Linked DNA regions of Mus musculus: regions 2, 3 and 4 are each linked to region 1. Evidence: chromatin contacts called from public HiChIP or PLAC-seq and promoter capture Hi-C data. All regions are on one chromosome and are shown on one strand. The core of a region is the stretch at or near the end of the contact, and the rest is flanking DNA. Distances in the headings are between cores, read along the strand shown.

Evidence for each region. HiChIP or PLAC-seq counts read pairs in DNA pulled down with a chosen protein or histone mark. Capture Hi-C pulls out chosen DNA fragments and counts their contacts.
Region 2: a contact with region 1 is called in a promoter capture Hi-C map of adipose tissue. The contact joins the promoter of Ap3d1 here to the promoter of Gng7 in region 1. A contact is called at or near these places in 22 of 39 promoter capture datasets (the 3T3-L1 cell line, 3T3-L1-derived adipocytes, the HPC-7 cell line and 11 more), 1 of 15 datasets of contacts at CTCF or cohesin (the NIH/3T3 cell line), 5 of 484 Hi-C or Micro-C datasets (B cells, the CH12 cell line, cerebral cortex and 2 more), 11 of 115 datasets of contacts at active chromatin or transcription factors (astrocytes, bone marrow-derived macrophages, embryonic hindbrain and 6 more) and 5 of 9 other capture datasets (adipose tissue, embryonic stem cells, liver and 2 more).
Region 3: a contact with region 1 is called in a FOXA1 HiChIP or PLAC-seq map of pancreatic cancer cells. The contact joins the promoter of Smim24 here to the promoter of Gng7 in region 1. A contact is called at or near these places in 1 of 39 promoter capture datasets (liver) and 1 of 115 datasets of contacts at active chromatin or transcription factors (pancreatic cancer cells).
Region 4: a contact with region 1 is called in a FOXA1 HiChIP or PLAC-seq map of pancreatic cancer cells. The contact joins the promoter of Rexo1 here to the promoter of Gng7 in region 1. A contact is called at or near these places in 1 of 39 promoter capture datasets (pre-B cells), 2 of 484 Hi-C or Micro-C datasets (both in embryonic stem cells) and 1 of 115 datasets of contacts at active chromatin or transcription factors (pancreatic cancer cells).

Annotation. Positions count from the first base shown.
Region 1 is chr10:81,012,527-81,020,192 of GRCm38.p6, forward strand. Gng7 (guanine nucleotide binding protein (G protein), gamma 7) reads right to left here and starts at 2,399. Exons shown (of 4, transcript NM_010319.3): 1 at 2,330-2,399. Diras1 (DIRAS family, GTP-binding RAS-like 1) reads right to left here. Exons shown (of 2, transcript NM_145217.2): 2 at 7,064-7,666.
Region 2 is chr10:80,739,752-80,747,623 of GRCm38.p6, forward strand. Ap3d1 (adaptor-related protein complex 3, delta 1 subunit) reads right to left here and starts at 2,524. Exons shown (of 31, transcript NM_007460.2): 1 at 2,145-2,524. The coding sequence starts at 2,240.
Region 3 is chr10:81,387,956-81,395,644 of GRCm38.p6, forward strand. It overlaps Smim24 (small integral membrane protein 24), which reads left to right and starts at 5,109. Exons shown (of 4, transcript NM_001099917.1): 1 at 5,109-5,204; 2 at 5,829-5,940; 3 at 6,133-6,195; 4 at 6,821-7,124. The coding sequence starts at 5,138. The coding sequence ends at 6,941. It overlaps Dohh (deoxyhypusine hydroxylase/monooxygenase), which reads left to right. Exons shown (of 5, transcript NM_133964.3): 5 at 1-397. The coding sequence ends at 68. Gm48552 (predicted gene, 48552) reads left to right here and starts at 2,362. Exons shown (of 2, transcript NM_001384181.1): 1 at 2,362-2,629; 2 at 2,834-3,600. The coding sequence starts at 2,428. The coding sequence ends at 3,039. Gm48551 (predicted gene, 48551) reads left to right here. Exons shown (of 6, transcript NR_168929.1): 5 at 2,404-2,629; 6 at 2,834-3,600.
Region 4 is chr10:80,555,826-80,562,980 of GRCm38.p6, forward strand. It overlaps Rexo1 (REX1, RNA exonuclease 1), which reads right to left and starts at 5,735. Exons shown (of 15, transcript NM_025852.3): 1 at 5,439-5,735. The coding sequence starts at 5,595.

The DNA.
Region 1 (7,666 bases), core at 1,149-3,648:
CTGTGCAGCCCAAGCTGGCCTCAAACTCACAGAGATCCACCTGCTCCTGAGATTATGATATATTCTTGAGGTCCTGGGGACAGCACCGGGGGCCTGGTGCATGCTGGGACAGGTCCCCAACCCAGTGAGCATCATTCCAGTCACTATTTCTAGACACAAATTAAAAACCTGCGACAACACCTTGGCGGGCGGGGGCAGTTTTCCTGTTACTACTTGGTGTGCCAGAGCAAAAAACAAGTCTGTGCTGTGGAGACAAAGATTAGCCGCCCCACTGAGTGTTCTTCGCCTGGGCACACTGGACTCACTAGGGGACCCCCAAGATCCTTCACGAAACAAACTGTGGGTGCGGGCGATGCAGGCTCAATCACTCACAATTTCAAAGTCACACAGAACTGAGTGTGAAAGTCACTCCATTAAGCTCACTCAGGAAGCAGAGGCAGGGGGAGTTCCAGGCCAGCCTAGGCTACACAATGAGACCCCGTCTTCAAAGGAGGAAGAAGAGAGGAGGAGGAATGAAGGAAAGGAAGAAAGAGAGAAAGGAAGGAAGGAAGGAAGGAAGGAAGGAAGGAAGGAAGAAAAGCAAAGCAATAGAAATCGGAGTATGAGCAACCTTCACAGGGCCAAGTGTGGTGACCCATACCTGTCCTGCCACTCAAGACAGAGACTGGAGGATCAGGAGAGAGTTGGAGGTAGCCTGGGCTACAGGAGACCTTGTCTTAAAAACAGAACAGAACGAGCCACCTGGAAGAACTAAGCATCCTAACAAATACCTTGTAATCCCAGCACTGTAGAGCCTGAGGCAGGAGGATGGACATGGCTTCCAACCCTAGTGCCTCACTGGGGGATTCTAGGCAGGTTCTCCACCCCGGGCTCTATCCCAGTCCACATCCTTCCAACCTGGCTGCATAGATCTCAGGCAGTTTTTCACACCTCTGGGCTGTGGACACTGGGCCTGTTCATTGTCTGTGGGACACTATGGGCCCTGCAAGGCACTGTGCAGTCTTAGGCTCCACACTGCATGCCAGGACCTCCTCCCTGATTTGAGAAAGTTACACATGTCCCTAGATGTTACCCAGTGTTCCCTGCACAGCAGAGTCACCCAAGTTCAGAGACAATCTTACACTAAACTGCAAGCTGACTGTGGTGTTTTTGAGACAGTGTCTCACTCTGCAGTCGTGGCTGTCCTGGAACTCACTATGTAGCCTAAGCTAGCCTCAAATTTTCCATTTTTCTGCCTCAGTTTCCTAAGGACTGGGAGAGCACGCCTGCCACCACCGGGGTAGAGATTCTCATTTGCACCCCAGGATGGTGGGAGTCAAGGGGGGTTCCTCATAGTCTTTCTGTGACAGCTTGCACCAGAATGGCCTTAACACATATCTTCCCTGGCAGATACTGCAGGGAGCCTACCCAGGGCTAGCTGCCCTGCCCTCATGAGGAGGTAGGGGGGACTGAGGACTGAGGGACAGCAGCTAACAGATCAAAGCAGAGTCCCAAAGCCACTGAGAGCACTAGACCTGTCTGCAGCTGCAAACCGGTGAACTTGGTGCCTGGTTCCCTGACACCTGGCAACAGTTTCAGTGCTATAACAAGAGGTCCCCCAGCCAGCCACCGTCACCCTCTCTCCCACCTCGCCCCTACCCCCACCCCATCCCACCCCCGCAGTGGAGAGCTGCCCACACACCTTAACACTATTGCCCCTAACACTCCCACAGGAAGTTTCTGAAACAGTCAGTCAACACTGGAGCCTTGTGCACCCCAAGATCTAAGCCTATGTACCCTGAGTCCCTGAGAGGGACACACAGGTACCTTCCCCCTGCTCTATGTCTTTGTCTCCAAGGTGTTGGTACTGTGTGCAACCAAACAGCAAACAGGTAGTGCCCCACTCCTCCTTGACTGCACCCCACTCCTCCCTGACTGCACCCCTCTTCTCCATGACTGAACTCCATTCTTCTCTGTCTGTATCCCACTGTTGTCTGACTTCACTTCACTCCTCCCTTATTGTACCCCACTTCTCCTGACTGTACGCCACTCCCCTGACTACACCACACTCCTGTCACCTTACCCAATACGTATCTGACTGCACCAAACTCAGTCTTGTATGACTGTACCCCACTCCTCCCTAATTGACTGCACCCCACTCCTCCATAACTGATTGCCACCCATTCCTCCCTGATTGCACCCCACTCCTCTTTGACTGCACCCCAACTCTCTCTGACTGCACCCCACTCTTGTCTGACTTCACCCCACTTCTCTGGGCTGCCCCCGTCCTCTCTGAGGCAGCCCACTCCTCCCCGATACACCCCGAGTCTCTTCAGCATGCGGAGCTCACCTGCCTCCAGCCAGTGTCTCAGCAGCCGCACAGCCGAACGCACCGCGGGGCCTAGAGAGGGCTCTTCCATGGGGCGGGGTCTCCCGCGATGAGGGCGGAGCCTCTGTAGCATTCGGACCAATCAGAAGCCAAGGTGGCGGAGGTTGGTCCAGAGGAGGAGCCTAGGGCCGACAGTCTGGTAGGCTTAGCCTTGGGGGCAGGGCGGGGCTTCGGGCTCGAGTGGGCGGGCCAAACCCAGGAATGGCGTCTCCACGGGCCATTCACTAGCTGGAGGGCGGGGTTATGCGTCTAAAGATTGGCAATCAATGGTGCAATCAAAGGGGCCTCTCTGAGGAGAAGCTGCTTAACGTTAGGCATGTACTAAGTCAGGCTTTGTTTTGTTTGGATTTTCGAGTTTATTTTATTGGTGTGTATTTATTGTATGGTATAATGAGTTTCATTATGACGTTTGCATACATTTGTATCCCATATTGTGATAATATTCATCTTCCGCTGAGCATCATTTTAGCAGTAAGAAAACACCGATCAAACTCCCCATCTCAGCCCAGATCTAACAGAACAGCAAGGTCCAGTCAAAAAACCCCATGGGAGCCAGGGACAGGAAGCTCCCTTGTGGTTTTCAAGGAACGAGTTTGAATCCCGAGCAGAGACCCAGGATAGTGAGGAAATACTGATTTTTTATTTGCTTGTTTATCATTTCTGTATTCTGATGTTCATCTCCGGTTTTTTCTATTCTCTCTGTTACTTGGGTTTTTTTTTGGCTTTTGCAGTACTTGGCTTGGGTTATAACTTCAGCCATATATATATATTTTAAGACAGGGTCACAGTAAACCGCCCAGGCTGGCCTTGAACTCACCATGCAGGAGAGGATGACTTTGACTCTCCAGTGGGGGCAGTGGCACCAGGGACTCATGCTGGAAGCCCCAGCCCATGGGTCTGCATTCTCTACAAGTTTTCTTGGTGACCTCAGAGACATCTGGAACATCCCTGCAGGTAACAGCCATCCCAGGGAAAGACCAGTGCAGCCCCTGGGTGGGTGACCTCAGGATTCTGGTGTGGACTGACATTCTGTGACAGACAATCTACTGGCTCGGCTCCCTGGACTCTTGTCATTCCTGAAGGAACCTGGCTATCATCCACACACACATCCACACACATACATGCACACACATATGAATGCCCCCACCACAGACATGCACAGACAGGCACACACATGCACGTGTGCTCACACACACAAACACACACAAACACTGCACTTTATATTCAGAGAAAGCCCAGAACCTTTCTTCAGTGTTCTTCCCTGGCACATCCCATCCAGGCTGTCCCCAGACCCTACTACTGTTTGTGGTTCACCTGGTAGATGCAGAGTTGGGCTATCTTCCAGCACTTGAGAAGATGAGGCAGGAGGACTGCCCCAAGTTTGAGTTCAGTTTGGGCTACATGGGTGAGTTTGAAGCCATTGTAGGCAACATGAGACCCTGTTTCAAAAACTAACTAATGCTGGAGAGTCGGCTCAGTGGTTAAGAGCACTAGCTGTTCTTCCAGAGGACCTGGGTTCAATTCCTAGCACTCACATGGCAGCTCACAACTGTCTCCAGTTTCAGGGGATCTGACACCTTCACACAGACATGCACACAGGCAAAACACCCGTGCACATAAAATTTAAATAAATAAATAAATAAATGAATAAATAAATAAATGAATAAATAAATAAATACAAACACTAAGAGGTTTGTAGCTCAACAGGAAAAGTATCTGCCTCCAAGCCTGAGAGCCTGAGAGAATCTAATCTCCAGTAAGGCTAGACCATTGTGTCCTCTGACTACCACACACATACTGGAGCGTGTGTACATGCACACGTGCACACACACACACACAAATTTCCCAAATGTAATTCAAAACAAGATCCACAAAAATTACCCTTTTGTGGCATGCAATTGAGTCTAAGTAGATTCAGGAGACCGCACTGAGCCCAGAGGCCACCAGGGGGAGCGCTGGAGCTGCCCGCCCTGGGCACATCCCCTTCCCCTAGGTCCAGACCTTGTCACCCTGACCTACCTAGACTCTTTCATTTCCATGATTTACATTGTTTTGTTTTATTTTTTTCCAAAACTGTTCGTATTTATTTTGTGTGTAAAGATGTTGTGCATGCATGTGTCTGTGTGCTCACCGTGTGTGTGTGTGTGTGTGTGTGTGTGTGTGTGTATGCAAGTGGTCTGCAGAGTCCAGAAGAGGGTATTGGATCCCTTGGGACTGGGTGCTGGAAATGAAACCTAGTTCTCTGGATGAGCAGTCAGTGTTCTCTACTGCCGTGTTGTCTCTCCAGCCCTGTTTGTTTGTTTGTTTGTTTGAAATAGTGACTCACTGTGTAGACAAGGCTGGCCTCCAACTCACAGAGATTCACCCATCTATTTACCTCCAAGTGCTGGAATTAAAGGTTTGGCTGCCACAAGCCAGCCTGTTTCTATGACTCTTGTTGTCTTAAAAGCCAGTATGCATCTTTTAAAAACAAACAAACAAAAAAAAAATTGAGCTGGGCCAGCAACAGTTTGATGTACAGAGGCACTTGTGGCTAAGTTTGAAGACTTGAATTTGAGTCCCAGGAGCCACATGATGGTAGAACACAGACCGCTGTGTGCTGTCCTCTGACCTATACACACAATAAATAAATAGACAGAAAAATAAATGTTTAAATGTTTAAAAAAATCATCATGGCTAGGCAGTGGTGGCGCAAGCCTTTGATCCCAGCACTTGGGAGGCAGAGGCAGGCAGATTTCTAAGTTTGAGGCCAGCCTGGTCTACAGAGTGAGTTCCAGGACAGCCAGGGCTACACAGAAAAACCCTGTCTCAAAAAAAAAACCCAAAATAAACAAATAAACAAACAATCAGATAAATAAATATTATCATGTATGCCATAATCACGCACACATAACCTTTTAGCAGTCAGGAAACCGAGGCAGTAGGATTGCTGTGAGTTTCAGGCCAATTTGAGCCACAGAGTGGGACTTTTTTTTTTTTTAAGATATTTATTTATTTATTTAATGTATGTGAGTACACTGTAGCTGTCTTCAGACACCCCAGAAGAGGGCATCAGGTCCCTTTTTACATTGCAGATGGTTGTGAGCCACCATGTGGTGCCTGGGAATTGAACTCAGGACCTCTAGAAAAGCAGTCAGTGCTCTTAACCGCTGAGCCATCTCTCCAGCTCCAGAGTGGGACTGTCTTAAACTAACACAAACTGTTGGTTTTTTTTTTTTGTTTTTGTTTTTGTTTTTGTTTTTGTTTTTTTGAGACAGCTTCTCACAAATGTACCCCAGGCTGCCCTCAGATTCACTGTGTAGCCAGGAGGACTGGCTGCTCCACCTCCAAACGCATGTGTCTCTGTGTGTGTGTGTGTGTGTGTGTGTGTGTGTTTGTACATGAGACATCACATGCAGGTTATACAGGACAGAAACGGCATCGAGGGTTTCATCCACATCAGGAGAGACACAGCCAAATTTCACCTATTACTATACGAAAGATAAATGCAGCCTTTCTTTTCCATTTCTGGGCATGGAGTCCATGGCCTCATATGACCTAGGAGAGGCTCCAGCCCCTTGCTGGAGGATTCTAGGCGGAGCTCCATCCTGACCACGCCCTCAACCCCCCTCAATGGAGATTTCTAGGCAGGCTCCACCCATGACCACGCCCTCATCGCCCCTCACTGGAGGATTTTAGGCGGAGTTCCATCCTGACCACGCCCTCATCGCCGCTTATTGGAGGATTCTAGGCGGGGCACCATCCATGACCACACTCCCAGGATGTAGGTATTTTTTATGTTTTTTTTTCCTTTGTTTTTGTTTTCTCTCTTTTTGTTCTTTATTTCTCTGGTTCTGTGAGGTTTAAATTTTTATTTTGTTTGTTGTTTGTTCACGTATGTTTGTGCCTGAGTGTGGGCACTGGCTGATACGCCATGGCCAGGCCAATGCAGGGTGCTGTTATCCTCTTTGGCTCTGCCTATTTCTTCTAGGCAGGGTCTCTCCCTGAACCTGGGTCTTATGTTTTCTATCCTAGGCTAAAAGGAGGGTGTTGCTTTGTTCTTGGCTCCCTTGGCTGGGGTTACAGGAATCCTGACTTGTTTCCTTGTGCTAGGAATTGAACGTTGGTTCTCTGAGAGAGCTGCAAGCATTTCTAACCATTGGGCCACCCCTCCAGCCCTTGTTTCTGTTGGGATTCCTGGCAATGTGCCTCCCTATGCAGCCTCCCATGCTGGGATTCGAGGCAGGGGTGGCCATGCTCAGTTGTACATGACTGAAGGTGGAGGGGCTGAGAAGGCAGGCACCCTGGCCGGTGCACACTGTGGCCGAACCTGGGCTCCAGGTCAGAGCTGGGCGTACTGTGGTGCCTTTTACACACAGTGAATGGGTGAATGAATGAATTAGTGAGTGAATGAATGAGCTCAGCCAATCTGTCCTTTAAATGGCAGAGGGCAGCCTGGGAAGTTGAAGGACTGGGCGGGAATCAGAGAGAGGCTGAGTAAAAGACTGAGCCCCTGGGGCAGGATCCAGGGAGGCCAGCAAGGCCCACATAAGGAATGGACACTGTTCATGGCCCAGTAAGCTTGGCTGTGACCTTGGCTGTGACACCCACTGCAATCCCCCCTCCCCGTGTCCCCCACGCCCACCCTCCATTTCCCACCCTCAGCTGCAGCAGGCAGCTTAAAGCCCCACAGAAGCCACATGCAGCACAGGGGAGGCAGGATCCACGTGTTTATTGCAGGAAGACAAGGTCTACGAGAGAACGGTACACAGACCCCACATGGGATGGGGCTCCCACATGCGGGGGGCAGGGGTGGGTCACAGCAAGCGAGGCCTGGCGGGGTCCCCAGCACCAGAGATGCCTGGGCAGGTTGGCCAGCAGCCAGGGTGGGCTCCGGCCTCCCCTGCCACCCAGCCCGGTTCTCCCCAGGATGGGCAAGGCCAGCCAGGAGAAGCCTGGGGTGGCCCAGAGATTGTGCTATCAGGGTGTGTCCCTGAGAAAGGGCTGTGACCCCCTGTCCAGCCAGGAGCCACTCCCGGGGCTTGGGAGCAGGTGGCAGCTGTGGGGGCCCTGGGCTGGCTAGAGGTCAGGGCTCAGCTATGCTCAGACTCAGGCTTCAGGCTGTGGCTCTCCCTGTGCCTGGCACACAGAAGGGAACACAGTGGGGTCCGGCCTACTTGGTCATCTGGCTTCAGCCTTCTTTCTGCTTCTCTGTCTCTTTGTGACCATGTCTTTGTCTCTCTTTATCTCCTTTATCTCTGTCTCTGTCTCTCTCTCACACTCTCTCACACTCTCTCTCTCCCTTCCAATACACACTCT
Region 2 (7,872 bases), core at 1,274-3,773, 270 kb before region 1:
GGGGCTGCAGAGATACAACAGAAGAGGTCTTGCTGATCTTCTAGAGGACCTGGGTTTAATTCCCTGTACTGTCTTGAGGCTCTGCACCATCCACAGCCATGTGCTACCACACCTGGCAATAAATTTTTTTTTAAAAAAAAAAAGATCATCTCAAGCTGGGCAGTGGTGGCATATGCCTTTGATGCCAGCACTCTGGAGGCAGAGGCAGGCAAATCTCTTAGTTAAAGGCCAGCCTGGTCTACAGAGTGAGTTCCAGGACAGCCAGGGCTACACAGAGAAACCCTGTTTCAGTTTTTAAAAAAGGATCATCTCAAAAACAAACCAAAACCCCACAAAACTTCCAGAGTGCACACCCTGCATTTTTTAAGTACTTGTAAGGCAGAAGGATTATTACAACTCCCAGTGTCACACAGTGAGACCTAAGTCAACCGGAGTGTAGAGCAGAGAATGGTCACTGCAACTTGTGCTATAAGGTTGGCAGAAGGCTCTGCACTACACCGCACCTTCATAAGAGCCCAACAATGCACAGGAACTTGAAGGTGTCCCTGAGGAGGGACAGAGGACCCAAGCGGTCTCAGTGTGTCTTGTACAGACTGGCCAGCCATGGTGGGAGAGATGGCTCAGCAGTTAAAGGTAGACTCACAACCAAAATCTTAGAATGGCTGAGCAGTCAGCAGCAGGAGCCACATAGAAGCTGAGGGCTTGGAGGACTTTCTGTGCCTGCCTAGCTCTGCACTACTGAAAGAGCTTTCTGCAGACTACATGCAAGACAGTACAATGAAACTCAGTATCAAATGTAATACACACCAATTTTTAAAAAGCACCTCCACCATTACCCCACAGACACCTGTGGGACACTCACAGTCTATGTACACCAATTCCCAATGAAGATTTGAGATTTGCGGGATGGGAAGGTAGGGGACGTGAAGAGCAAAACATAACAGAGGCCTGAGGCCCTGGGCACACATACCTTAAAATCAGTAATCCCAACACTAAGAAGACTGAGGCAGGAGTACCATGAGCCAGCCCAGGTTATGTCCCTAGCTAGAGTCTGTTTCAGGTACTCAAACTAGAATGTGACCTGTCCCCAGGGTCCTAGAACAGCTGCCCAGGGAACATTCTCTGTACGGGAAGGCAAGAAGGGAATGTGGAAGCCCTCTTGAGAGCAAAGAGGGCCACAGTACAAAGGAAATATCACATAGGGCAGTCCACACCCAGCAAAACGCAGGCCAACCAGCTATTTCAACTGAAGTAACAGCCAGGGAGAGCAGGGAGGGTACAAACCACACCAGGTAGGGTAGAAGGGAAGAGGGCTACAGAGAAATGACTGTCCCAGCTAGGGACAGGCACCCTCTTTCAGCATGGCCTTCCAGCCCAGGAGGAGGCCTGCGTCTTTCCACTGAGCCAGGCACTAAGTAGTCACTCTATCACTTCTTCCTTAATCTAGGTCACAGGCTGTGGGGAGGAAAGGAAGCAGCGCTTGTAGTCTCAGTGTAACTTCTGGAAAAATCGCTTCCACACCCTGACTTCTGCCTTCTTTGAGCTTCCAGTTTTGAAGTCAGGCTTCCCCATTCCAAGATGCCCCTAGGTCCTGCACACACTAATAGTTCAGGGGATCTGGGGCAGGAAAACCTGGCAGGGTTCCCAAGGAAGCCCAAGACAGCCACCCGGGCCTGTGCTTTCCTGACAAGGGGATTTCTCCATGGGAGACACGTAGACCTATGACAGGATTTTTCTGTGAGGGTCCCCGATTCCTCCATATGGGATCCAGAAACTAGCTCAAGTGGGGGAACCTTTGCCTAAGTAAGTCTTCTTCAAGAAGGTAAACTCAGGCTCTAGCAGTGGCATCCAACTTCAAGACCTAAAACGCTGAGGCCTTTAGGGCAAGGACTGCTCCAAGTGGACAATTTGGAGGTTCAGGGAGTGGCCCCTAGTTACAACAGACGAGACACCTGAGCCATTTTGGACAGCGCCTGTTTCAAGCTGCTGGGGGTAAACTGAGGCCAGGGGAAGGAGAGGCTGTGCAGAGCCGCAGCTCTGGAACAGGCAGGACGGGAAAGGCGATGGGGTCGAGGAAGACGGCTCCACGGCGGGCCAGAGGCAATGGGGGGAAAGCCCGGCAGCCCCGCTCCGCGCCGGCTCACCTCGTCCTCCTTGTGGTTGCGGATGCCGCGGACCAGATCCTGCAGGTTCTTATCGAACATGCGGTCGATACTGCCCTTGACCATCTTGAGGGCCATCGCGGCGGCCCGTGGGCTGCGGCCTCCGAGGGAAACGCCGCTGCCGCGGCCCTAGAAGGTGCGGGGACCCGGCGACCGCACCTCAGGCAACCGCCCCGCTGTGTTTCCGGCCGCCGCGGAGGGGACGCCGTGGAGGCCAGAGCGACGGCTGTAGCCGGAGAGCAGTCTGAGGAGAAGGGGTAGCCAGTAAGCCCGCCCCCCCCAGCTTCCACAGACCCTTCCCAGCTTAGGGCCGCTGCAAATGGCGGCCAAGATGGCGGTGGGTCAGCTGACGGAGAGCCTCAGCCTCCCGGAAGCCCCGCCTCACCGAAAAGCCCAGCCCCACATTGCAGTTTCCTTGACAACCACACGCCACCCAATAGGAAAGCAGACACCACCCTTTGACGCCTAGCAGCCCACCCCTTCCTCTGCAATGCCTTGCAGCCTCATTGGTGAACAAGAACTCCACAGACGTCCTAACCACGCCCCTAAGGGAAAATCGAGAGCAGGTCTCCCCACTCGCTAAATGACAGCAGTGGGCGTGGTCTTATCTGGTGTGGGCGTGGCTAGAGGAGGGCGGAGCTCCACGTGGAGCTTTTTCTGCAAGGTCCTGGCCAAATATATCCAGCCCAGCCTTTTCTGAATTTAAGTGGTGACTTGGGAATCAGTGTCAGGAGTCAATCACACCAGCAATCCAACCGGCCGGCCTGTGAAACCCTGTCTGTAAAACCAGCACAAGGCTTGGATGGTGGACACCATACAGGAGAAACTGTGGTGGGCAAGTGACTTTGCTGGAGATGGTCCACCGTTTTGCACAGCTGTGATGCATGTTCCTAGAGAGGCACTGCCCCCCGGAGGCGTTCGTCTCTGGATTACTTCTTGGTGCTGCAGTGCCTCCTCATGTTTTTCATTGTTATATGCCTCCCATATCTAGTACGATGTGAATGGGCACCAGGAGACCCTCACTGCCTAGAGTCTGCTGTGGTTGCTTATTGGGAGACAGCCCACTCGATTGGGCAAGTCTCCTGCAGATTAATATAAAGATGAACTTTCATAAAATAGATGAATTAATGATTTTATAGAATTTCTTATTTGATTAAAATAGTTTTAAGATGTTAGGGTAGGTGATAGAAAGTTTAAGGAGGGGCTGGTGAGATGGCTCAGTGGGTAAGAGCACCCGACTGCTCTTCCGAAGGTCCAGAGTTCAAATCCCAGCAATCACATGGTGGCTCACAACCATCCGTAAAGGAGATCTGACTCCCTCTTCTGGAGTGTCTGAAGACAGCTACAATATATTTCCATATAATAAATAAATACATCTTAAAAAAAAAAAAAGAAAGTTTAAGGAGATGGTTTAGATTGTTTTGCCAGAAAGATATAGTAAAGTTAGCATTAAGCATAGAATGTGTCCCCTCCTTTGGCTGCAAACGTTAAATAAGGAACACAGTGAGCTTTCGTGTGTTACAAGCATGTAATTGTACTTGAAAGACAAAATAGGCTTGGGACTAATTTTTTTTTTTTTGGTGCACAAACACTTTTATTTATTTATTTATTTACTTATTTATTACATGTAAGTACACTGTAGCTGTCTTCAGACGTACCAGAAGAGGGCATAAGATCTCATTATGGGTGGTTGTGAGCCACCATGTGGTTGCTGGGATTTGAACTCCGGACCTTCTGAAGACCAGTCGGGTGCTCTTACCCACTGAGCCATCTCACCAGTCCCCTGGCTTGGGACTAATTAATGATCAAAGAAGACATTCATTTTAGGTTAGGTCCGAGTCCCTGGATCATGTGATCCAAGAATGTGGTCCCATGTTTAAATAATTATACTATGAGTATAAGAGTAGAGAATAGGTAATTAGCCAGTTTAGCTGAACAGCACTTCAAAAATAATATGGAAGATAGATTACCTGTTTCTTTTGTTTGTTTGGTTGGTTTTGGTTTTTTGAGTCAGGGTTTCTCTGTGTAGCCCTGGCTGTCCTGGAACTCACTTGGTAGACCAGGCTGGCCTCGAACTCAGAAATCTGCCTGCCTCTGCCTCCCAAGTGCTGGGATTAAAGGCATGTGCCACCACACCCGGCTGAACTTCCCTTTCTGGACATTCAGCAGGAACACTAAGTTTTAAAGCTCTTCTAGAGAACCTGGGTTCATTTGCAAGCACCCACATGGTCACTCAAAAACATCTGTAATGCTACCCAGTTCCAGGGAATTCCTAGCCAGCTGCCTCAGGCAGTATCTTAGTTAGTCTTTTATTTCTATGAACAGACACCATGGCCAAGGCAACTCTTATAAGGACAACATTTAACAGGGGCTGGTTTACAGTTTAGATCATTATCATCATGGTGGGAAGCATGGCAGCATCCAGGCAGACAGTGTTGGAGAAGGAGCTGAGAGTACTTACTACATACATCTTGATCCCAAAGCAGCCAGGAAAAGGCTCTCTTTGCACTGGGTGGAGCTTGAGCAGAGGACCTCAAAGCCCGCCCCCAGAGTGACACACTTCCTACCAGGTCACGCCTAGTCCAGCAGGGCCACACCTCCCAACAGTGCCACTTCCCATGGGCCAAGCACATTCAAACCATTACAGGCATCAGGTGCAAGCATGCATGGGGCGGGGGACATCACCTTCATTACGCTTTTAATTCTGTGACAAACACCATGACTAAAGCACCTTATAGAAGAAACCGTTTTTTCAGAAGGCTCGAGTCCATGAAAGCAGAGCACAGCACAGGGACAGGGACAGCTGAGAGCTCATGTCTGAGCTACAAACAAGAAGGGGGGAGAGAGAGAGAGAGAGAGAGAGAGAGAGAGAGAGAGAGAGAGAGAGAGAGAAAGACCAGAATGGTGAGAGTCTTTGTTTTGTTGTTGTTGTTGTTGTTGACATTGTTGTTGTTTTGAGACAGGGTCTCTCTAGGTCGCTTAGTCCTGGCTGTCTTGGAACTTACTATGTAGATCACGCTGACCTCAAATTCACAGAGATCCACCTGCCTCTGCCTCCTGAGTGGGATTAAAGGTGTGCGCCACCACAGCAGGCTGTGAGAACCCTCAAAGCCCTTCCTCTGTGTGACAGACCTCCTCCAACAAGGCTACACTTCCTAATCCTTCCCAAATAATCCCAGAAAGCAGGGGCCAGGTACTCAAACATAGGCATATATGAGGGCCATTCTCATCCAAATCACCACAGACATACACAGGCAAGATATCTGTACACCTAAACAGCCATGAAAATGAAAAATAACAAGAATGAATATCAATAGGGGCTGGAGAGATGGCCCAGCAGTTAAGATCTACTCTTCCAGAGGTCCTGAGTTCAATTCCCAGCAACCACATGGTGGCTCACAACCATCTGTAGTGGGATCTGATGCCCTCTTCTGGTGTTTCTGAAGACAGGGACAGTGTACTCACATACATAAAATAATAAATAAATCTAAAAAGTAAATACCAGCCAGGCGGTAATGGTACATGCCTTTAATCCCAGCACTTGGGAGGCAGAGGCAGGCAGATTTCTGAGTTCGAGGCCAGCCTGGTCTACAAAGTGAGTTCCAGGACCGCCAGGGCTATACAGAGAAACCCTGTCTTGAATAAATAAATAAATAAATAAATAAATAAATAAATAAATAAGTACCAATAGGGGCTGGAGTAACTCCACAATGGTTATAAGAACCAGGACAGGGGGCTGGAGAGATGGCTCAGCAGTTAAGAGCACTGACTGCTCTTCTGAAGGACCTGAGTTCAAATCCCAACAACCACATGGTGGCTCACAACCATCTGTAATGAGATCTGGCGCCTTCTTCTGGAATGTCTGAAGACAGCTACAGTGTACTTACATATAATAAATAAATAAACCTTTAAAAAAAAAAAACAGGACAGCTTTTGCAGAAGAGTGAAGTTTGATCACCAATGCCAGCCAGAGCAGTAGACTCACAGCCTCATATTAACGCCAGTTCCAGGAAATTAAACTCCCTTTGCTGGCCTCCGTGAGGAATTACACACCATAGTGCACATAAAATCCCTGTGCTTGATGGCACTTGGCACGAGGATCCAGAGTCAATTTCCAGATCCCAGTGGAGGTTCACAACTGTGTGACTGCAATTCCAGGGGATCCAAGCCCTCTTCTGGCTTCCACAGCCAACAGGAGAACACGGAGATGTGGATATACGTGCCGGCAAAACACCTACACACAGAAAATTAAATAAATAAACAAATAAATAAAAGGTAAAAATTTTAAGTAGTATTTTATACATTTTAGCTAGGCAAAGGACCACTGAGGTCCCAGCCTGATTGACATACTGAGTTTCAGGGCACAGTGCTCAACAAAGAGACAGTGTCTCAGTCAGGTGAGCATGGGGGTGTGGTGGCTCAGGAGGCCAAGGCAAGAAGATCAGAGACTGCAACACACAACAGACAAAATAAGAAAGGCCAGGTGAAAACGTTAACCTGCCATCCACACTGAAGAGATGCAGACAGGAGGATCGGAAGCTTGGGTTTTATTTGGGCTGCAAGGTGAATTTAAGGCCAGCCTGAACTACATGAGACTAAATTAAGTCAGGTATGATGACCCGGGCCTGTCATCTGCCCTGGGAGGCAGAGGCAAGGGGTCTCAGTGGATTTGAGGCCAGCCTGGTACATAATAACTTAGGTCAGCCTCAGCTACATAGAGACACACTGTGGAATGCAGAGGGTATGCCCAGCAGTCAGTAGTCTTGGGTTCCACCCAAAGGAAGCAGAAACTTCTGGTTTCTGTGGAAAGTTAGTTATGTCAAATGATGGTTTGCTGGGGCTCACAGGTGAGGGGATGTTTTGCTATAGCAGACACATGAAAGAATGGATGATAAAGGAGTATAAATATGACCCCACAGCCAGTGGGGCTCAAGCATTGATTTGCTTTGCTCTGCCTTGCTATCCTTGGCTAATGACACACATGTCTTGGTTCACCTTACATTGAGTTGTTGAGCCCTGCTTGTGATGATACCAAGGAGAAACTTGCCAAAGAATTAATTTCTTTCTTTCTTTCTTTCTTTCTTTCTTTCTTTCTTTCTCTCTTTCTTTCTTTCTTTCTTCCTTGTTTTTTGTTTTTGTTTTTGTTTTTTGAGACAGGGTTTCTCTGTATAGCTCTGGCTGTCCTGGAACTCACTCTGTAAACCAGGTGGCCTCGAACTCAGAGATCTGCCTGCCTCTGCCTCCCAAGTGCTGGAATTAAAGGCGTGCACCACCACGCCTGGCTGCCAAAGAATTTCTTATGCGGTTCCTGCAGCTTCTTGCAGCTTCTGTGGCCTCATGCCGGTTGGGGAGCCTTACAGTTTCTTCTGGATTGAACTGGCCTTGCTGGTTCTTGTGTAATGCTGGTCGAGAAGACTGGGCTGCAGCTGCTGATTCACATTTGGTGTTTCGATAAGGGACTGGACTACTGATATTCTAACAAGATTGGACATGCCTCCAAAGAACTGTTTCTAAACAGTTCTCGATGAAGAGGCAGGGGAATAGTTCAGGCCAGCCTGGGCTACCTGACACACCAAAACAACAAACAAAGCCATTGGGGTTACTTGAAGGCAGAAGAGCTTTTAACAGACCAATCTCACAGCACTGGGACTTCAGGAAATAGCACATTCCTCAGTGTGGCCAGCAGAGGGCAGTGCTTACCAGGCACAGA
Region 3 (7,689 bases), core at 3,859-6,358, 380 kb after region 1:
ATGAGTATGAGAGCAGCCAGGATTTCCAGTATGCAGACGGGCTGGAGCGCCTGCGGCCACCACCCTAACCTAGCGCCTGGCTGCCTGCCCTGGGGCTGCCTCCTCTGCTGCTGCCCTGGCCCCGGCCATGTGTGCTGTGCCTCACATCCAGATTTAGGGAGCAGAGCAGCTGAGGGGCCCTGTGTCCCACTCGCCTCACCTCCTTGCTGGGTGCTGTCTGCTCTGTGGTTCTGTGTCTCCCATGCCCTCCACCAGCAGAGGTGGCAGTGCAGACGCTTGCAGGGTTGGGAAAGTTGTGGGGGCAAGGGTGTGTGGGGTACACCTCCCATCTGGGTCAAGCAGGGAGTACAAGCCAGCCCCAGCGTGCTGCATGAATAAAATAAGTTATTTTTCACAAGTGCTGGCTCCTGCTGTGTGGGGACAGTCATGTGGCCTTTGGGGGGTCACAGAAGAAGGTGTTTAGTGGTACAGCTACAAGTCCATACTGTGGGTTCCCATCAGGCTCCCATAATTCCATGCTGGCTGGGGCACCCACTTCCCTGGACGCCATTCACCTCTGTAAATGTTGACACAGAACGTAGCAGCCCACAGCCATCTGTTCCAGCTTCCAAGACCTGGAACTCAGGTGTCATACCCATGCACATGTCACCTGGCAGGTGACCCCTGCCCTCCCCTGCCTTGTGTGCTCTTCCCCAGGAAGGGGGTGTGGGCTCTGGATTGTTCCAAAGTAAGTGTGATTTGTGTCCTTGCTGCCATGTTTGCTGAGCCGAGAGGCCAGAGGCTGGCGTGGGCAACTCCCAGGTTTTGTTTACTTATTTGAAGCATCAACTCTCGCTGAGCCTGGAGCTTGCTGAGTCAGCTGGGCAGTAGCATTACTAGGGGTCATCCTCCTGTTTCAGTCCCCTCAATGCTGGAGTTACAGTTGTGGCCACCATGCCTGGCTTTTCCATAGATCTCGGGGATATGAATTCAGGTCCTCACAGTTGCATGATGAGAACCTTAGCCTGAGTTAGCCCCCAGTCCTATGTGTGTTCTTTAGACATGTGAGCCCAGGTCCTGTGCAAGAGCATCCAGTGCTCTGACCAATGAACTAACTCTTGGTCTTTGTTCCTCTCCAGGCTGGGTTTCATGTAGCCCAGTCTGGCCTTGAACTCCAACCTGAAGTATAGCAGAGGGTGAGTCTTGGTCTCCCTCGATGCCTGTGATAGGAGGTGGGAATCATGTCCAGGGTTGGTTTTTGGTTTTGTTTTAAATCAGAGGGTGCAATGTTAGTTGAAGGCAGCCAAATTCATGGCAATCTTGCCTCAGTCTCCTGGGTGCCACTCTTCCTGGCTGGTCACTTTGTATTCAGCACAGAGAGGTTGCCAAGTCTCTTCACTTGAGTTTTCACTCTAGATTCAAATTCCTTACCTCCCATTTCTCCCCATCATAGCTTAAACTTAGGCCACCATGCCTGGCCACTGTGTCCCAGGAACTGCCCATGGGAGCCCTCCTGAAAACCAAGTTACAGAGGCCTTCCTTCCCTTCCCTGATGCCATCTGACCTGGCCATCTTCCTTCTCCAAGCACCACCCTCACGTGACCCCTCCTTGACCCCTGGCTTTGCTCTTTCTTAGCCTGGCCGGCTGCCTAGTTCTCTTTCCAACTCCAGTCCTCTGTCTTTGTTCCTCCTCTGCCTGATACTCTTTGAGCATGAAACATGTTACAGACTGCAAAGACCACTATCTGGTGCCCATCCCAGCTGCAGTGCTCTGCTGCCCCTGAATGCTGGGCTTTTACCGGATGACTGCACACTTGAAGCCAGTGGCTTTGTACATGGACTTAGTGGTCCTGTGATGACCAGCCCCTTGCTATAAGGAAATCTACCCTACCAGAGCTGGGATAGTCACAGCATGGAACTCTCAGAACTGGAATTTGAACCCTGTCTCTCACAGAGTGCTAGGTTTCCCCCTTCTAGAACCTCCCAGCAAGAAGCCATTGTACCCACTTACTCCCACCGTCTACACACTGTCCTCCCCCACAGTGGCCGCCAGAGGACGCCCGTGAGCAGAGTATTTTTCTGCCTGTAGCTACCCGTGGGTTCCACCCTGCCCTGTCCACCCTGCACAGTCCCCATTCTGACCCCTCATTGCTCAGTCGGCCACAGTGGCATGAGCCCCACCCCCCCCACCCCCCACATGCTCACCGAGAGTACCAGGCTCCCGACTGCCCAAGAGCTTTGCACAGGGGAGCCCTCTGCCTACCCTGCTCAGAGAACTCTGCCTTTGAAGGTCCTGGGGTCAATGTGGATGTGCACGTCACTTCTGGTGAGGGGAACACTGATCCGGACAGATGGCCTGGAGGAGCCGTTCTAATCCTTTTAGCTCATTCCCTAATACTCCCGTGTGTGGGTCACCTCCCTCAGGCTCCTGCTGAAGGTGTCTCAGCCATGGCAGGGTCAGTGGATGAAAAAGAGGCCGAGGACTGGAGCCCAGCCCCTCCGATGTATGAGGAATACCGGCCACCCGCGCTGGATGCCATCCGCCTGCCTCGCTATGCCCTGTATCTGCTGATGGCCGCTATCCTGGTGGTGGCCGTGGCCTATGCCATTGTTGGCCACCTCATCAAAGATCTAGCTCATGACCTGGCTGGTGAGCCACTTTCCTGCCTAATCCATCCTGGGCTGGGGTCACAGGTGGCATGGGATGGAGCTCCGGTCTAGGCCAGGGTCGGCCCAAGGGTGGTCGTGGCCAGATCAAACTATGGCATGGGCGTGGCCAAGGTCAGGGGGAGCAGTGGGCTTGGTCAGGGTTTCCGCGGCCAGTCACGACCTCACCAGCCACTTGTCCCTGCAGACTGGGCCTTTGGCCCTAAGCCTGACCAGGAGGAGGAAGGTTCCCGGGAGCTGCGGGCCAGCTTGGCTGCAGAGGACCTGGAAGAACTAGATCTTCAGCTGGCCCTGGCCTGGCGTGGGGAGGATGACCCTGCCCGTGCTCCTCGCCGCACCTCCATTGCCTTCAAGGACCCGCCGGTGCAAACCAACTTTTGGAGGCTGGACTGACCTGGAGGAGTGGCATGTGTGACACTGGTGGGCCTGGCAGTTCCCTCTGCCTCAGTTGGACCACCTGTGTATGTGACAACATAGGGTTTGGCCAGGCTGAAACTCAAAACTCCCCTCCTGGGCTGGAGTGCTCTGATTGCAGACTCCACTTACACTTTATTGACTTGGAGACAGGTTCTCCATGTAGCCTAGGCAAGCCTTGAACTTGATACATAGCAGAGGACAACCTTGAACTCCTGATCCTCCAGTCACCATCTCCTGAACGCTGGGATGACAGATCTGGGCTTCTGTGATACTGAGGAGAGCCCAGGGTCTCCTCCAAGGCTGTGCCAGCCCGAGGCCCTGACAGCTTCCTTTCTTCCTTCCTTCCTTTCTTTCCCTCTTTCTTTCTCTTTTGGTTTTTCAAGACAGGGTTTCTCTGCGTAACAGCCCTGGCTGTCCTGGAACTCAGAGCCATCACCTGCAACATTTTTTCCTATGGATAATTCCTTACACAGTGTTTGCTGAGAGGAGAAAAGAGTGAGGCCAAATTCACATATAAATTAAAAGCCTATCTGACTATCCAAGTGCCATGACCTTTTTGTCTCAGCCCTGTCCCACACGTTCTCACAAAACCCTCCTGGGTGCTGTCGATGAGCCCAGTAGCACAGACTGGAAACTGAGGCAGGCCACTGAGAAATGTCTGGGTGAAGGTCCCTCAGCTTATTGTCACACACAGCACGGAGTAACCAAGCTGTCATCCTCAGCATTCAAGAGGCTGAGGCAGGAGGATGGCACATTCCAGGCCAGCCTGGACTAGGGAGCATAAGGAACCATGTGTGGTAGGTCCTCTCCACAGGGCTTCCCCCACCTCAGCTGGTGGGCATGTCAGTCTGGGCTCCTGACATCCCACCTGGGCTCAGATCTCTCAGCTCAGGACTCCATGAGTATACAGTAGGAGCTTAATATAGATAGGCATGCCTGGTTGGGTTCCTGGTGACATCTTTAATCCCAACACTCAGGAGGCAGAGGCAGGAGAATCTCTCTGAGTTCGAGAGTCTACAAAGTTAGGTTCCAGGACAGCCAGGGTTACCGTGTCTCAAAAAACCAAAATCAGGAAAAAAAAGCCAAACCCTTTTTCCAAACTGTGTGAGACCTGCCTCAAGCTTGGTATGTAGATGAGGATGACCTGGAATTCTTCATTCTCCTGCCTCCACCTCTGAATGCTGAGATGACAGGCATGTATCATCCCACCTCGTTTCTGGGGTGCTGGGGATGGAACCCAGGGCCTCATGCAAGCTGGGAGACTGCTCTGCCTCTGAGCTACAGCCCAGCACACAGTTTTATTTCTGAGACAGTGTCTTGCTCTGGAGGTCAGATAAGGCCTAGACCTAACCATCCTCCTGTCTCAGGCCTCTGTTGTGTGGGAATGACGGGCACATGAGGACATCAGTGCCCCGTTTCCTTGCTGTCTCCTGCACGTGCGCAGGCTGTGGCTGCACCCGTGACACTTCTGGGTGGGGTCCTCCTTTGCCCAGGTGAGGCTTGATATCTAATCAGCTTGAGGCCCAAGGTTGAGGGCAGAAGCCTGTGCCCTGTCTTTGTATGTTGAGATGTCTGGATGCTCTGCAGGCAGGTGTCTCTGCCATTGCTTTGAGGGTCCCCCTTCTAGGAACGTGGTGCTCCCTGCCTCCTTTGCAGCCTGGTGCTCACAGAGCTGCCAACCCCACTGGGCTGACCTACTAGACACAAAGTTGCCAGGCTTGTCCCAGCCACCAAGCCTGACTGCCACACTTGGTTGTGTGCACGTGACAGCGTGGACGTCCCATCTGTGCAGCCTGACTTCTTACAGAGGACTCTAAGGACCTGTCCCTGGGGCTGCTGGTCTCCAGGGAGGGGTGCAAGGTGCGGGGGAAGGGACAGTCTAGGTTAATATTAAACTAGCCGCAGACTCTGCCCTCCAAAGATGCAGGGGTCTGATGCCAAGCAGGCATGGGAGGCTGGGCCACAGACGGCAGGTTCCCCACCCCGCCCCGCCCAATCACTGTCTTAACCCCACCCGAGCCCTGTGCAGCTCACACCTGCAGCTGAACGTCGGCCCATATCCAGTGTGCTGGCCATGGACACCTTGGGCAGGCTGCTGCTGCTGGCTACACTGTTCCTGACACCCGCTGAGGCCCAGCAGGGTAGGACTAGGGTGTGGAGCCCGCGCTGGGTGGGTGTTAGGAACTGGGGCAGGGGCTCTTCAGCATCTCATTTCCCATTAGGAGAAACTAAGGCAAGGCAGGAAGAGGAAGTGAAGAGGGCACTGGTGGGGACGAGTGCTCTCCAATGACTCCTTCTGCCCTGTCTCTGATCTAACATCCTTCTCCCCTCTCAACGCTGTAAGCTAAGGCCACTGCCCTTTTCCAGCTGGTCCTCTCAGCTCCTTCAAGGCCTCTCTGAGCTATCCCCCCCCCTCGCCGCCCCCACTTCCCCCGCCTCCTCAACTACTTTATCTAAAAGCCTCACCCCTTAGAAGCCCAGCTTCTCCGGGAGGCGCGGACCTCCTTTACAACCTCTGCCCCCTAAGCCCCTGGCAGCTCCTAGTCTTGGACGTTCTTCCTGATTCCCACCTCTTTACGCCTTTTCTAAGCCCCGCCCTCCAAGACCCGCCTCTTTCCGTTAACGTCTTCCCCTCTCTCCCGCAGACCCCTCTGCTCCCAACAGACCCTTCTTTTTCCCTCTCGCAGAACCCACTTCCCCTGCAGGCTCCCCTTCCCCCTGCAGACCCTTCGTTTTTTGTGTCTGACTTGTCTTGTCCTTTGCAGCCTCAGAGCGCCGCCTGAAGCCTTGGCTAGTAGGCCTGGCTGCAGTAGTGGGCTTCCTGTTTATAGTCTTCATCCTCATGCTGGCCAATCGTGTCTGGTGCGCCAAAGGCAGGTGAGGACCTGCCCCTGTCCCACGCAGGGCCTCCTTGACCTCCCCGCCCTTCTGTGCTCCCTCCCAGGGTCAGCCTGGAGGTCATCTTGCTTTGCTGCCCTGTTGATCCCTTCTGATTCTTGGCGTTCATGACCTCAGTTGGGGATACTGAGGCAGAGAACAGCTCTTGTATCAATGTTTCTATTTGTGCAGAGCAGAGGATGAGGAGGCTACATTCAGAATGGAGCACATTATGAACGAGAACTCACAGCCAAGGTACCCTGTGGGTGATTCCCCCCAGACAGTCCTGAGAGGCCCAGCTGGGGGGAGGGGACAGTGTCCAGCAGGTGGACTCTGGGTGGGACTCTCTAGTGCAGATTCTGGGTCTGGGAGAGGAATAGAAGTGGGGGAGAGTTGGCATGGGCAGCTGGAAATACAGCTGAGCCCTGTGAACCTGAGAGGGTCCTGAGGAAGGAAGGGAGGGCTAGAAGGAGAGGCTGGGGCTACCTGTACCCAGAACTGCAGAGAACACAGCTACCTACCCTGTGACGACGCATGGTTTCCTGTACACCATGACCGTCACTCTATCGTAAGTGACCCACTCATTAACCTATCCACCCACCCATCCATCCACCCACCCATCTACCCACCCGTCCACCTATCCATCCACCTATCCACACATCCATCCATCGACCCACCCACCTATCCATCCACACATCCACCCATCTACCCACCTATCCTCCCATCCACCAATTCATCCTTTTCTTTCCATGGAGTGAACATTTTCTTTTCTGTGGGGTCATCCTGAGATCACCGCAGCCCGGAGTCCGTCCTCACCTAGCCTGATAAGGTGGCTTGGTAAGCAGTGACCCTCTCTCACTGCGGCACTGTAACCCTACAGTAAAGCAGACAAGAAGCAGAAGAAGAAGGTGGACAGGAAGGGCGGACAGAGCAACGAGGCCTTGGAACTAGAGGAAAAGGAGTCCTCAGATGAGGAGAGAGGCAAGAAAACAGCTTTGTAAAGCATCTTGTCACCTGGGGGTGCTTCATCCACACACCTCAAGTTGCAGCCACCACCTGAAGCCGGACTGGTGTCATCTGGGTCTGAAAACTGTCCTCATATGAGGAGGTCAGCTCTGCCTATGGCCTCCATACTCACCCCCACCTTCCCCTGACACTCACCACTGGCCTGGTGTCCACTCCTATTCATCTGTCCCCCTTCTGCATCCTCTCTCACATCCAATCTGCCCCCTCCAGGCATGCTCCTGGTGTCACCTGACTGTCCCCTATGTCTCTGAGCCCCAGTGCTGTACCCGGGAGGCTTCTACCCTCTGTTTTGGAGGAGAGACACCCTATGGTCCAAGCTCTCTGCCCCATGGTCACCGGGTTCTTTTCTGAGGACCTCATCCAAGGGTCTCCCGTTCTTGAGTTCTCCAGGGCAAGCAGTTCCAGCAATGGCCACGAGGAGGCGGTGTCACCTCTCAGCACCTTCCTTTAATAAAGGTCCCTAATGCTGTAGTCCCTTTGTGTAGGCTTAGGCCAGAGCCTGGATCAGGGGTCCTTGGCCACTGAGAGCTCTGCCTGGGCTCAGGCTGTCCACAGAGGTGTCTGGTTGGTTCTCATGAAGGTCATGATTTTAGACTCATGTCTCAAAAGACAGAGGACTCTGTTCCTCTGCAATGCTGTGGAGCCTTGGGAAGATGGTCCAACCTCTGACATCTGGGGCAGGGACCTGGGATATTTTCTCTTCAGCCCCTCCCACAGAACTAG
Region 4 (7,155 bases), core at 4,485-6,984, 450 kb before region 1:
GGTCTACAAAGTGAGTTCCAGGACAGCCAGGTCTACACAGAGAAACCCTGTCTCGAAAAACAAAACAAAAAAAAATATCTTAAAATAAAGTTTAGGAGCCATATGACAAGAACCTGCCTCTCAGGGCTGGTGAGATGGCTCAGCAGGTAAGAGCACTGACTGCTCTTCTGAAGGTCCTGAGTTCAAATCCCAGCAACCACATGATGGCTTACAACCACCTGTAATGAGATCTGATGCCCTCTTCTGGTGTGTCTGAAGACAGCTTCAGTGTATTTAATAATAAATAAAATCTTTGCCGGGCATGGTGGCACACGTCTTTAGTCCCAGCAGTTGGGAGGCAGAGGCAGGCGGATTTCTGAGTTCGAGGCCAGCCTGGTCTACAAAGTGAGTTCCAGGACAGCCAGGGCTACAGAGAAACCCTGTCTCGAAAAACCAAAACAAAAAACAAAACAACAACAAAAAACCCAAACAAACAAACAAAAAACAACCCAAAAAAAACCAAAGAAACAATAAATAAAATCTTAAAAAAAAAAAACCTGCCTCTCCTCAGCCCCCAGCTACTTCTCAGTTCCCAGCTATTCTCTCCAGAACCAGTGTGAGTCAGTGTCCATGTGCTTGACTGTCTATCCTTCTACCCAGAGTCCCATAGGTGTGCGCTGAGTCAAGGATGGTCAGAGCCTCAGAGAGCCGCAGAGCACGTGGGCCTAGATCACTGGCAAAGTGAAGCAGGGCTGGAGACCTGCCACCCACTCCCAGCACTCCCCGGCTACTGTGGAACAGAGCTCCATCATCCTTAGAAGTGGCTGTCTGCAGAGACCACTGGAGCACTGCAGCACCCACGGACAAGCCACCTTCAAGACAGGAGCATGCCCTAACTCCCACAGGGCTCCTGACTGCCACAGGTACTCTAAGACTCAGCATGAAAGAGCCCCCTTAGAAGCCATACTTCCAGGAGTCAGCTAGCACCCCACCCCTGCAGACCTTCCTAGTTATCTGCCTGTCCTAGACAGGCTCAGTTCAGTGCATCTGCACCTGGCGCTCCCTCCCTCTGTGGGAAGGTGTCCTGGGACAGGATGTCAGCTGCAAACCCCTACTCCAGCTGTCCCTGTACCAACAGTCACCTGAAATCCCAAGTCCTTTATCTAAATGGCAGCAGGACAGACAGGCCACAGAATCAGGTCAAGAGGGTCAGGCGAAGGATGGTCTCAGAAAGCAGCAGTGTCATAACGAAGACAGAGGAGCAATGAATAGGGGCAGATGTGGGACAGATGTAAGCTGGGCAGCTTGCACTCTCCACTAACAGCACTCTAAAGATCACCGGGCAGGTGTGGCAGCTGAGCAGTAGGGGTCGGCATCCTAAATTCTGTCCTGCTTATATATTGGGATGCCCATCTGCCCTCTAAGCCACTTTCCCCAGCCAGTGGAACCAGCTGCCCACCACCAGCAAGGTAGCCAAGGAGTGTAGCCCTGAGGCTCTCTCGCTGGGCAGAGCTGGAACTGGAAGAGTTGGTCGAGGAGAATGTTCACCAGACACCTGACACAGCAGTCCAACCAGAGGACCATGGCGTGTTACTGTCTGTTAGAAGGCAATCAGGGCCTTTCTCCTCACTGATGTCTCCGGGCATCCACAGGGCCAGCTATCCCTGACAACCATGTTGTGGACTGCAGCGCCCCCTGCTGGCATTTCCTGGAGAAGTGGGTCTTTCTCTGGGAAGGAGCCCAAAGTGGCAGGAGTCCCTTGGTCCCGAGGGACTCTAGGTTGCTCAGACAAGGAAAGCCACTTCCAAAGCCCCTGTCTCCCCAGGCAGTGCACCAAGCCTGGTCTAACAGGTCAATGGCAGTCACAGGTCTCATGTGGTGGCAGGGTTCAGTGGGAAGAGGCCAGAAGTGTCTGTCCCCTCTGACCCTCACTGCTCAAGCATGTGCTGTGGGAACTGGGATGGGATCCAGGCCTCCAGAGGCCCTCAAGGCTCAGAAGGAACTTGGCCACAGCCACTTTCTCGCCCCACCCCCCACTCTCTGCCCTAGGAACACCCTCCTTTACCTGACAAAGCCTGTTCCTTCTAAGAAGCTCCACAGCTTCTGTTCTGGACTTGCCCTTAGCACCAAACTGTCCACAGGGAAATATGGGAACACCTCTGGCTGGGCGTGTGTGGAGCCACTCACACTTCACTCCTGGCTGCCACCCACACAACATTGCTGGGGGTCTCAGATGGAGGTTCCAAGGCCCTGAAGACATGGCAAGGGTGGGGGTGGGGTTAGCTCTCTGGCTCAGACACCCTGATTTCTCATTTCTGCTCCTCTCATACATACCCCTCCCTTGACAGGGACAGTAGCTGTGTTGGGGCCCGGGCTTCGTGTACACCAGCCAATAGGAATCCAGAGAGAAACCCAAGGCCCAGTCTTGCCACTCACAGGGGCTACCACCGAGGAATCACCTCCTATGCCCATAGCTCTAACCTCCCTCACTGGTATCAGTGAACAAACTTCCTTTGTCCCTCAGCCTGTCTTCCTCCATAGCACTCAGCATCTCAACAGGGTAACTATGTATCCCAGCTGAGAAAAGGTGGCTAGCTTCTGTTGCAGCTCTGAGCCACTGGAGACCAGTCACATAAGGGTTTGCTTTCCTGTGGGTACAAAGGCCATGGAGGGCTACTCCAGGGAGCCCAAGGGATGCCACCAAGGCTGAGCCACAGGTGTAGGGACTTTATCCTAATCCAGAGCAGCCCAGGCCCAGGCCTCCTCAGAGGAGCACTGAGGAGAGGACAGAAGAATCCCCAGAGCAGGAAGAGCAGGACTGGACATCATGTCTAGGACACCAGGAGATGCCACGAGGAACGGAGCACCATTCCCTGAGGACTGTCAGACACACAGAGAAGCACCAGACCCCAAACATGACCTTCTGGGGAACCAAGTAACCAGCTGTGGCGCAAGACAGCACAGGAAGAACAACGTGAGAGGAAAGGTGAGGACCAAGCACTGCTCAGGGATGGCACAGTACCGGGGACAGCACTGCTCAGGGATGGCACAGTACCAGGTACAGCACTGCTCAGGGATGGCACAGTACCAGGTACAGCACTGCTCAGGGATGGCACAGTACCAGGTACAGCACTGCTCAGGGATGGCACAGTACCAGGTACAGCACTGCTCAGGGATGGCACAGTACCAGGTACAACACTGTTCAGGGATGGCACAGTACCGGGTACAGCACTGGGATGGCACAGTATTGGGTCCAGCACTGGGCACAGCAGAAGACAGCTTCCATCCCCAATCCACAAAAAGGAAGTAAACTTTAAAAGCCAGGATGTCAACTTAGTGGTGGGGGTGCACACCACTGATCCTAGTGCTCTGGAGACAGAGGCAGGAGGATCTCTGTGAGTTCAAGGCCAGCCTGGTCTACAGAGTGAGTCCAGGACAGTCAGGGGTACACAGAGACCCTGTCTCAAAAAACAAAACAAAATCCCACAAAACAACAAAAGGGTGAAAGAGATGGCTCAGGGGTTAAGAGCACTGGTTGCTTTTGCCACGGTCAGAACTCCATCCGTAACACTAATGGCTGAAGGCATACAACTACTTGGAAATTCAGACCTAGGAATCCAATGTCCCCCTCTGGCCTCTGCAGACACACCGAGTTGGACACCCATACAGGCATAAGTCTATAGGAAACGAAAGGCACTGCATGTCACCAAGCTGGGCACTGCAGCCTGAGAGGTCGCCTATGCCAGGCACTCAGGGCCCACCCTGCAGTGAAATCTGCCAAGCTATGCCCCTCCTCTTCCCAAGCACCTGGGCTGAGTCCCCGGCTGACCCGGCAAGGACAATGGCGGCCAGGTGTGGAGCCTGACCACCACACACAGAGTTGTCAAAGGGCCACTTGCAGTGCAGGTGTCCTAGGCCAATGTATGTGTGAGGATGGGGACCCAACAACAAGAGATGTGGCAGGTCATGCCTGGCCCTCAAACTCTCAGAGGGCAGAGGCAGGAAGATCACCTCAAGTTCGAGGCCAGCCTGGGCTACACAGTGAACCTATCTATCCATTTAAATGCTCGATATATATATATATGTATATATATATATACACACACACACACACATATATATATACCATTATTTAAATAAAAGACAACAGCTTGAGAGAGAGTGGTCTAAAATAAACCTGGGACCTGGGGGTGGAGTCAGTGGTGAAGTTCACCAAGCCATTTCTAAGGAACAGAGGCCACCAGAGGGGACTAAACGGTACTCTAGTCAACAATGCCCTGTCTCTCTTTTAGAGATGACCACATATGTAACCCAGGCTGGCCTTAAACTCAAAGAGATTCACCTGCCTCTACCTCCTAAATGCTGAAATTAAAGGCATGCACCACCATACCTGGGTGCCATGCCACTTTTTAAAGGTTTTTGTTTTTAATTTCATCCACATGAGAGTTTGCCTGGGTGATTGCATTTGCACCACACATGGCTGGTGCCTTGGAACTGGGTTTACAAACCAGCCATGTGGCTGCTGGTAACCCAATCCAGGGCCTCTGCAACAGTAGCAAGCGTGGCCCCCACCCCTCAGACAGGGACTCACTGGCTATGGATTTCTGGAACAAGGCTTCCTATATAGACCAGGCTGGACTCAAACTCAGAGGTCCACCCGGCAATGCCTCTAGAGAAACGGGACTAAAAGTGTGCACGCAGCAGGCCCAGCCCAAAACAGAAAGTGCTCTTAAATCGGAGCCATCTCTCTAGGCTCTCCAATGTCTTCTTTAAATGCAATTGGAATCCTAAGGGTCCGGTTAGGGCCATCCCAGAACCTAGGAGGTTGCAGCTTCAGGGTCCTGGGTCCAAAACTAGCCTGGCCTACAACAGTAAAAACAAACAAAAGACAAATAACAAAACCTTAATGTCTTTTCTCTAATACAATACTTCCTACACACTGCCTGATCCCTGAGGCCTTCTTCAAAATGTCATCACACTAATTGCGACATGCTCCCTGCCAAGCTCAAAGTCCACACCCGTTCAAGGCAAGGGGGTTTTCCGCTCGACAAACAGCAGGTGCCCCTATGGCCTTGTGCATCCAACTACTGGAGACAGTGGGGGGGGGGGGGGGACTCATCCCAGGAAACTGTCGCGTTCGTAAACAAGGTATGCCACAAGCGCACAGGGTGGCGTGCGTGGTGACGGGAGGGAATGATATATCGTTCGGAACAAGGTGGACAGAATAAGAACCGGAGGAGTTGCACCAAGTCCCCTAGCTTGGGGACGGGGATGCACGGTCTCTCGCTCCGTCGTGACCGTCTTTATGCTTTAATGACCAGAGAGGTCTAGACATTTGCACAGCATCGCGATGGCAGCTAGGAGAGGGACAGCAATCTGACAGTGCGCGGTCTGGCTGAGCAAGGGAAACATGTAGCACGGGCGGGCTGTGGGACCCAGGGCGGTCCTATGGGCTTTACCTGATGCAGGAGATGCTGCGCCGCCGCTACCGGGAGCGCCGGGACCCCGAGCTCCGCGGTGCCGGAAGTGGCAGTAGGGCCGCCGGCAAGGCCCCCCGGGAGCTCCCGCCCAGTATGGGCAGTCGATGGAGCGGAAGAAGCCGGTAGAACGTAGCATGGTCCGTTCCGCAGCGGGGCCCCGGCCCGGAGATACCCGGGACCCCGGGACCCCTCCTCACACTCGCCCCGGAGGCTTCCGCTCGCGCTTTTCGGACCCCGCCGACGCCGCCATCTTGCCCCGAGGCCCCCAGAGGCCCCCGGGACGCTGTCGCTAGGGACGCCGGGAAGGGCTGACTGAAGTGCGCCTGCTTACAATGTCGTCTCCCGCGGAACTGTAGCCGTCGGAAGACCCGAAGCTTAGGACAAGAGAAGCTTTAAAGAACGCGTGATTATATGCTTCTGGTCCTGAGAACCTTCCGGCACCGGACTTTCGCGGGTGCAGCTTCGCAATCTTGAGCCTCAAGCCCCTGAGAAGCCTGGGCTGTCCAGAGTGCGCCTGGCTGGAAATGCACCGCGAGTCTCCGCTGTAATCTTTGGCTATATAAGGCCGTCGTGCGCCCCCCGGAGGACGAGGAGAGCTTCACGGCCAGGGTTTTTGTTTGATTTAGGATTTACTTTCTAATTCTATGTATGTGCAACATGAGTGTTTCTGATTCTCGCTGAAGTCAGAAAAGGGCTTTGGATACCCAGAAATTGGAGCTACTCATGGTTATGAACGGTCATGTGAGTACTGGGAACCGAACCCAAGTCTCCAATTGCTGTAAGTGCTCTTCACCACTGAGCCAACTCTCTAGCCAGGGTCTTAATTGGCTGAGGTGCCTATCCTGAGAAACCTACCTAATTGATGCTCAAATAGTCACCTAACCACGAGGGGTATCAGTGGGGCATTTCTTTTTTCTTTTTGCCGTGCCTAGATACATACACTAGACAAGGGCACTCCAACTAAGCTACACTCTGGAAATATATTTGATTTTTTTTTTTTTGTTTTTTTGTTTTTTTGTTTTTGCTTTGTTCTGGGGTGTTTGGAGGGAGGCGACACTGTGCACCCGCATGCAGAGGTTAGAGGAGCATACAGCTTCCCACCCCTTTGTTTAGTCTTCCATTTTCTTTCCTTTAAGACAGGCTTCTTCACTGAAGTACTTCAGCTGGGCAGGCTGGCTAGCAAGCTCCCAGCATCTGCTTGCCTCCACCCCAAAGCCTAGGGTGGCACTCACCTGGTCATACCCAGCTTTAAATGGGTGCTGGGGATTAGAACTCAGGTCCTGAGACCTGTGCACAGCTTTCTAACCCACTGAGCCCTCTCCCCAACCGCTTTTCTGTTTTGCTTTTGATTGAGGTAAGGTCTCATGTAACACAGACTGGATGGACTTGCCCATTACACAGTGCTGGAGATGAAACGCAAAGCCTTGTGCTTGCTAGACAGTTACTCCAGTCACTGAGCAACATCCCCAGAACCCCTCTTTCTGTTTGTCTGGACAGGGTCTGGCACTGTAGCCTAGACTGATCTTGGACTTCTGACAGTTTTCCTAAATGCTAAGATTACAGGCCTGAGTCACCATGGCCGCCTGCTTTTTAAATTTTTAATCAATTTATTTGGTGTTTATTTTAAAAGATTCTCCTTCTGCACTCCAGGCTCATCTCATTTTCAAATCTATAAAATCCATCTGCCTCAGCCTCT